2 separate regions of the Zea mays genome follow, and region 1 is linked to region 2. A link is a contact called in public Hi-C data. All regions are on one chromosome and are shown on one strand. The core of a region is the stretch at or near the end of the contact, and the rest is flanking DNA. Distances in the headings are between cores, read along the strand shown.

Evidence for each region. A called contact is a pair of places that touch in the nucleus more often than the background predicts.
Region 1: a contact with region 2 is called in a Hi-C map of ear, with 2.1 times the contacts expected there. The contact joins the promoter of LOC103633361 here to the enhancer-like site in region 2. A contact is called at or near these places in 2 of 25 Hi-C or Micro-C datasets (ear and tassel).

What each region holds. Positions count from the first base shown.
Region 1 is chr7:170,310,710-170,314,727 of Zm-B73-REFERENCE-NAM-5.0, forward strand. It overlaps LOC103633361 (putative zinc finger CCCH domain-containing protein 51), which reads right to left and starts at 2,330. Exons shown (of 8, transcript XM_035961139.1): 1 at 2,142-2,330; 2 at 426-1,241; 3 at 113-274; 4 at 1-9. The coding sequence starts at 1,231.
Region 2 is chr7:169,845,735-169,849,967 of Zm-B73-REFERENCE-NAM-5.0, forward strand. No RefSeq gene overlaps it. Among protein-coding and RNA genes, the nearest start is that of LOC100272993, 76 kb to the left of the region's middle. Within about 2 kb of position 1,442, at least 18 of the 20 cell types and tissues checked have an H3K27ac peak or open chromatin away from gene starts, as enhancers often do. A contact at or near this core is called in ear and tassel, where this site is marked.

The DNA.
Region 1 (4,018 bases), core at 1,080-3,579, 470 kb after region 2:
CCATACTGACTGGTAGAAATATCACAAAAATGGTATTTACAGGTGCACAACGACATAACAGGTAGAGGCTTCAAGTCAAAATGCATCAAACACTGAAGTTAGATGATGATACCTGAAGTAGTTCTGAACATCTGTGTGAGTGAATATGCTTTCAGATTTGAAGGTAACACAAATCTTGTTAAAATCACTGCCAGCAAGAGGCACCGCCGGTTGGAAACCATGAGTGACGTACTTAGGAGCATCTTTCACCAGGACAACATAATACCGTCCTCGTCTGAAGTTGAAATAGCCAAAACACTTAGAAGAAAAATAAAACAATTTGCCATTTAACACTTAATGATAGAAACACAAGGCAACGTAAGCAACAAACATCTATGCAATAATGCAGAGTAAAACTAGCTGAAATGTTTAGGATCAGAAGGAACCTCTCAGTCTCTCTGGTGGCGTTAAGTTGCATGAACAGATCTGTGAGGCCGTAACCAGTCTTCCTATTCCTCTGGTCCTCTGTATGGAATCCATCAATTTCCAGAAGCTTTGTATAAATCTCAAGGAATTTTTTTTCAAGATGATCTACCGGGACTTGTGATGATGGCTGCAGCAACAGGAGATCGATCTCCATCTCCAACATTTGCAATGAACCAAGGTGGTCAACTTGCCTCATGTCATTAATCTCTGGGTAACCGCACACAAGGGAAAAGTGACAATTCTCACCATACTTACACTTTCTAATGGACAAGTAAAAACGACAAGTCTTTGTTTGGACCTTGCCATTACTGGGATAGCCACCAACATTTATACTAGCACATTTGTAGTGACTCGGCGTGTCACCATCCAGAATGCTCAAAGACTGGAAATGATCCCTGAAGCCAGTGAGTTTCGAGTATGGATTCTGAAAAGCTCCACTTGGGCCAATGGGGTACAATGGAGCCTGAAGGACCTGAGAATGGTTTCTTGAAGAAAACTGGTGCTGCTTCTGTGGTCCAATCTGATCAAAGGGGGTGAATAGACCAAATAGGGGCTCATTTTCCTCGGACAAATTCAGGATATTTTGCAGGCGGTTTGCACCCTCAAATAGGTTCATTAGTACATTATCTGTGGCAGTCAACAAATATGATCTGATATTCTCAAGTGGTGTGTTTGCAATCATGTAGTCAACGATCCCTTCGGCATTCTTTGGATGAAGTAGGCGGACCTTATCCTGCAACCTCGTCCTGCACTCCTCTATATCCATTTTTTGTTTCCTTCAACAAGAACAAGGTACTGGGACTCATTGCACAGCAAGATTAAGGAAATGCAAAAGTAGGCGAGTTTTGTGAAAAGTTGAATGAACACGATGTAAACCAGTACCACGGCAGCAATGGGGGTTAGTAGTGCACGTGAGAACGAAAATATTGCATCATTCTCTACTAGAAATGAAGTAGCATCTGCCTAAATCTGTACCCCCCCACCCCCCATTTCGTGATTCCAAACTTAACGAACTCCAAACATATTTGGCCTTAGTTAGCAAGTGTTGGCGATTCTTTGCCAGAAGTCGAAAGGAGTAAAGCAGTGCCACGGCAGCAATGCGGAACAACAGTGAATTCGTCTTTTACCCATTTTGCAATTCCAAATTCAAACAGGGGATTTGGTATTTACTAGCAGAATTGTCAATCGCAACTCTAATCTCCATCAGACCCACCAAAATCTCGAGCATGCCAGAACATACCCTTAAGGACTGTTCTTTTCCAACAACTCGCATTTCCCCACTTCGTATTCCAATCTCCAAATATTTGAACGAACAAACTAACGGATTTGGTCCTGACTAGCAGAATCAGCAATTCTATTCGCCAACGAAATATCTGACATGCCTGAAGGAACCAATTATCAAGAACCGCAGTTTCCAAGAAGCGAATCAAAGCTCACAGAAACCTACTCCGTGAAGCGTGTCAAATCGCCCACAAGCTTCCGCAACAAAGAAAAGATGAGACAACCCACCATATCCCCCACCAAGAATCGCCATGTCTTCAGGAATCCGCTTCCAAAACCCAAAAACCGACTAAAACCTCTCCTGTTGTTCCAGATTCTCCAAGAACCGCCGCAAGAACTGAGGTGCAAACGGCAAGGGAGCGTAAAGGGGGTTTTCGTAGTCCCAATGCACTAACCTCGTTTTCCTCCATCTCGGAACAACAACACCCGCGACACCAACGAACACAGGGGGGATTGTTGGGGCATGACCAGCAATGATGTACACCACGTCCCCACCCCTGCAGACTCGGGCGATAAATGATATTCCCCGGCCGCAAGGTTCGTTGGGACTTGGGAGGTAGAGCGGGGCGGGCGGGTGGCCTGCGGCCGAGGGTTTATATGGTCGCCCGGCCTTGCTTCGATTTCTGTTTTGGCCTCAATTTCGTATTTTCGTTTATGAACATTTTTTGGTCTTTATTAAAATTGTATTTTGGTTCCAATTTCACTCTAGACTAATCATTTCATATCTTCAACTTTATATTCTGATTCTTAGCCTTCTTTTGGCTCAATTTATCACCCTATGCTTCTTGGATCTCAACACTGGGACGTCTTGTCACTTCAAACATCACCCATGATTTGAGATGGACGGTAAATGTTTGGTTTCAGATTCTAGTTGGATGTTTTCAGAGTGAAACAGAATAGCAGAGACTGACACAAATGAGGAGAGGAGCGTTGGACTCGTGAACGTATAAGTTTGGTCGTTTTTTATAGCATAAAGATACAGGGCCGGTCCTGGAGGGGGCAAGTAGAGCCGCCGCACCGGGCCTCTGATTTTGGAAGGGCCCCAAGTAATATACATGTATATATAATCTTAGGTGTTGTGTTTAGTACGGTTGTTCCACTTGTCTCTCTTCGCAGGACAGTTTTGACGTTGAGTTAAATGATCTACTATCTGAGTTGAAGGTTTTGAAGTTAAGTTTGCCTGAAATACCAATGTCTTTTATGGAGATTTTTTTAGTATGTTTGGCAAATAGATTTGTATCCAAATATTTCAATCGCTTATTGGATATTATTTACTGTGCTTGTGACCGTGGCATCGGCTTAGAGAAGCTTTTTAAAGTTAAAATTGTTGAAGAACTACTAAGGTCAACAATGTCTCAAGATCGTCTCAACGGATTGGCTACATTATACATTGAGAAAAAATTATTAGACGAGGCTGATAGCAACATTATTATCAATTACTTCGCATCAAGAAACATTAAAAGAAATTTTTGAAATAATATGTACAAAGATTTGAAGTTGTTTTGATATATTATAGTTTTTTATCATTCAAAAATTTGCTTATGTACTTAGAAGAAAGTATATATATTATAGACTTTTATCCGTCAAAATTTTTTGAGGGCCCTAATTTTTGGTTTCGCCCCGGGTCCATGAAACCTCAGGACCGGCCCTGTAAAGATACAACATATTGCAGAAATATTCCACGTTTAGAAAACATGTATATGTTGAAACGGATGGACTCGGTTATATCTAACTCTTCAACCTAACGTGGTGTCTTTGATATCATCCACGGGCCACAGCTATCAAATAAAATGTCATACTTTCAACGTAATATTCATATAAGTAATTATAAATTTGAATTTCCCCTAATATGAATGCTTTCACATGACATATCTATATTTTCACATTTCAATGAATGAATAGTGTTTTTATCTTATGGAAAATAAAAACATAATATTCTTATCTACTATTAGTTAGAAGTTGAGCCTGACGCTAGAAAATAACAGAAAAAATATATGTCTATTTTTTTGTCTTAGACATATTCTCAAGATACTAAGGCCCCATTTATTGCACTAGAGCTAGCTTGCTAAAAAGATGCTAGTTGAATTAGATGACTAACTATTAGTTAATTTTAACTAGATTAAACCAAATAATAACTAATTGATGGTTGAGGGTGTAGCTAATAGTTAGTTGGACTATTAGATGGAGATGTTTGGATTCCTTTAACTAAAAATAGCTAATAGCTAAATATTAGTTGGATTGTTTGCATGTTTTCAACTAACTTTTAACAACT
Region 2 (4,233 bases), core at 192-2,691:
CAAAGCAAAGAAGCTAGCTAGCTAGTAAACTTGTACAACGCTGTCCGTTGAGTGTTTGTTGACTAAGCTAGTAGTAGTAGTAGTCACTTGCCAAACCTGCTACTTGTTGCATTGGTCCCAGCGCTACCAATTTATTTGTGGCGGCTTCCACACACACACACAAACAAACAAACAAAAAACATTTCACCATAAGACCTTCCTGGGTTCCTGTCTATAGAAACGGTAAAAAAATTGTGTGCTCCATCTTCGCTGGACCCTTTTGGCCAATGCCCAATGGCCACATGTGTGAGTGTACTTGGTTTCAAACATATACTCACAAGACCAGATAAATCAACTTTAATAGAGTTTGTCCTAGTTTATTTTTAAATTTATTGAACTTCGATGGAAACGCCGATGTACCTCTCGTTGTAACCACGACCTTGTACAATGAATTTCAGGTGGGAGATCCTCCCCCGTCGACAGTAAAAAAAAAAGTTTACTGAAACTTTGAAACATAACATGTATGGAATGAAATAGGTCTAATATGAAAAAATATATATATATATTATGATGGATTTTAGAGGAGATAACTTAGATACTAAATTTACTGTTAGACGGAATGGGGGAAAGAGTGTATTGCGCCTGCGCATTGTGCAGCCATCTACTGTAGTTTGAGTATCGGAAACGGACGAACTAAGCTAGTACCATAGGGCACACATTGCTGTCCATGTCTCTGTCTTCGTGTAAATCTCTCTCTCTCTCTTCCCAGCCTTTCGATCATCTGATGGTTACTTCAAGTTTGTATGCTTCTGAAGAGGAGCACATTTTTTTCTAGCTTTTCAAGCGCAGGGCCGCACGTCTCCTGTTTTCAAATGCAGGGCCGGGACCTTCTGTGCGACTGCGAATAAAACGGCTGCGTGCAGTGTAATTTATCTCTGTGTGTCCCACGTTTCCGGTAGCGGTTACTGTCGCTGATTAGCGTCGGACTTCTCCATGCGATTTAATACTATTTCAGCTAGTTTATTCGTTTTGATTCGTTCGTTTGCCGCCTTTTGGAGATCAGCGGCGTGGTATTAAAAAGCTCGGCCGACGTGGACCTGTTTGGCACCGTACGGGTAGATATCTGGATGAGCGAACGGGGACGCGCTTGTCTCGCGCATCGGGTCGTATCTGTCGCCAACACACTCCAAGGAAAGGAAAGAAGAGGAAATACTACTGCTACTACTTGCTCTGCAGTAAAAAAAAAAAAAACAAGACGCCGCCGCCGCCCGTCGGCTGTCGGCGATGACACACGGTGACAGTAACGTTAAACCTAGCCGGAGATTCCGATGCATGATCTGGGAGGGAGGTCAGTCTGAAACCAAGTGGGCGTCGGCGCCAGATTTTCCAGCCCGTGCATTGACCAATCTCGGCGATCTGATGGGCCACCACCACCACCGGGACACCGGCAGGTTTGGTTTGGGCTGGGAATCTCGGGCCGTCGCTTTTGAGCTTTGACTTCTCTCTCACTAGAAGGACAAAACCCGCGCACGTCCAGTTTCTTTCTTTCGGGATCCCCGGATCCCTAGCCCCCCCTACGGCTTTTGGCCTTTTTGTCAAATTGCAATGCCTGTCACCTTGCGCAAGCGTATAAAGCGTGTGTGGATTTCGACATATATTTTGACTCAGAGGGCAGGGCACGACAGCAGCTCACTGGTCACTGTGTTCCTTCACAAGTCGTCAGGAAGCGTACGTATGGGGAGAGAGAGAGAGAGAGAGAGAGAGAGAGAGAGAGAGAGAGGAAGAGAGACCTGCGAGAAATGGCGATTGACTGACGTGGTTACCGGATTGACCGTGCATCCGATAGCACGGATTGCTGGCAAGTGGCGCAACCGGCGGATTGTTGGCCGGAAAACAATCGTTTTGGTCGCGACCGGTGGTTCGGGGTTGGTGGCAGCGCTACCAGCTGTACCCGGCCATAATCCTTTCAGTGATTCACGTCCTCGTCATCGTTCTTCATTAATCCCAGCCAATGCACACGTTGCAGGCTTGCAGCGACCTCTGCTCTCTCCGTTGACTCGTTGACCTGCTGCACTGCACACTAGCAGCAGTAGTACACTAGTGTACTGGAACTGAGGTGATGTGTTCCATCAGTGAGCTCGGTCGCCGAACAAGTCAGGGCCGGTAGTGGAACGTTCAGCGGTGTAATCAATCCGACACAAGGGATGGCAAACGCCAGGAATCCTTGACTAGTAGTAGAACGCATGCATGGAGATCGCCGCGGAATGGCAGCTGCAGGCCTGTGCAAGAAACAAGAGGAACTTGAGATGCTGTACAAAGCTTTTGATTGTCTGAGAAAAAAAATCGAGAGCCGGTCAATCAAACTAAACGTGACGTGGGAAGTCTGCTGCTTAATAGTGTCGTAAAGCTGATGTAACGAAGACATCAATATACAAGTAAAGAGTTAAGACCCGTTTTCTCTGGACGTGGAAGATGGTGGGTGAGGTAACCACTGTATGGCTGTGTATCACGCAAGTGGCACATCATATTTATAAAATAGAGGTGTAATATAGATTACACTATGGGGATATTTGGTTTCTGCTAGAAACTAAAATGGCGGTACTAAAAATTAGTCACTAAATACCAAACAATCTCGGTTTCTGCTAGAAACTAAAATGGTGGTACTAAAAATTAGTCACTAAATACCAAACAATTAATCTATATTTATAGAATGAAGTTTTAAATAAAAGATAAGATAGTTGTTAGAGACGGCCTAGATATCAGTACGAGTCCGTATTTTAATTTGCAGCCTAGACCATTTCGTCGCGGCCGTCCACACCACACCAGCGGTGGATTGGCTTTTATATGCAGCATTCTTTGGCACGCCTTAAATGTTGGGGGCGTAGCCAAGTGCGACTACGAACAGCAAATGCGTCGCGGGACCGCCCATGCAACATGCATGCATGGTCCAGTAGATAGATAGACACTTATCCTGATCTTACTATAATGTGGCTTTTCGATGAAGCCGATTAAATAAAATAAAACGCGCGTGCAGCCATGTCGACCTGCCCCCCCGTTGAAATCCAGGGTCAGAGGTCAGTCAGCACACGGCCTGCAGTAGACAGCGATGTGTTTCCTTGCCGACTGTCAAAAAAAAAAACGCGAAGAGACTGAGAGACGCCGCGGTGGCAGTAGCTACCACATGCAGTCCACCGATGGAGCTGCACCTGCACCTAGCGCTGCTGGAGCAACTGCGGCCAAGCAACGGAGTCGTGCAACGGGGACGGGGGCTGCGTCGCCGGTCCACATGGAGAGGAGATGAGATGAGAGAGACGCTTCTGGCTGGCTGGAGGTCCCTCATATATCATCAGTTCATCACCATACTCATGCCAGCATGAAGTCGCCCAAGTCTACGCGCGTGATCGACTGAGGCTGGATGGCTGGAAGGAGTCTCTGTCTCTGATCTCACTATCCCCCCCAGTACCTATAGGCTAGTACACTCTACTTTCCTGAGTACAGTACCCCTGGACGGCTGCTGGACCACTTGAGACTTTGAGAGTGTAGATCAGTAGATGCACGCCAGGTCGGCTCGGTCAATGCGGCCTCGCGGCGAAGGCGACCAAACGCTGTCTCACACTTGCCGCAGTTGCTCGCCGGCCGGCCGGTTGTGTGTGTCTATCAAAACAGATACAGTTTCAAAATAGTGTTTAGCCAAATCAATTTTTAGTTTACATTACATCCTTTCTGGAATTTTAAATACTAATAATGTTTCCTATAATTAGAGCTAAAATCAAGATACTTTAAACTGAGTCGGATCCAGTATGGTATCTATATCTTTGATGTCACCAAAAAATAAATTTTAGACAGACACCCAGATGACATAACCAACCAAAGTGTAAGGATTAAATTGTGCACGGTTCAAAGTTTATAGACTATGATGATACGGCTTTACAAGGTTAGAGGCATAGATGTGTAATTTAGGAGGAGTTTAAAACCGGAACGATACAATGCTAAAAGTGAATCATAAAAAAGTTATAAAATAAAAAGAAAAAGAAAAGAAAATAGACTTTTTTGTTCAGGTTGTTTTACATCAAATGTGACTAAAAAGCTGTCCATATCTCTGAACGCGGGCTAAAGATAGAGATCCAAATCAAGAGTTTACCTTCGATACGCGATCCAGCTAAAGATCCAATCTTGTCCAACTCAAGACTAGCAGTAAAAGACAAGAGCTTAGTTTTGATACGCGGTCCGAGTAGAAAAACCGGAGGAGCTTGA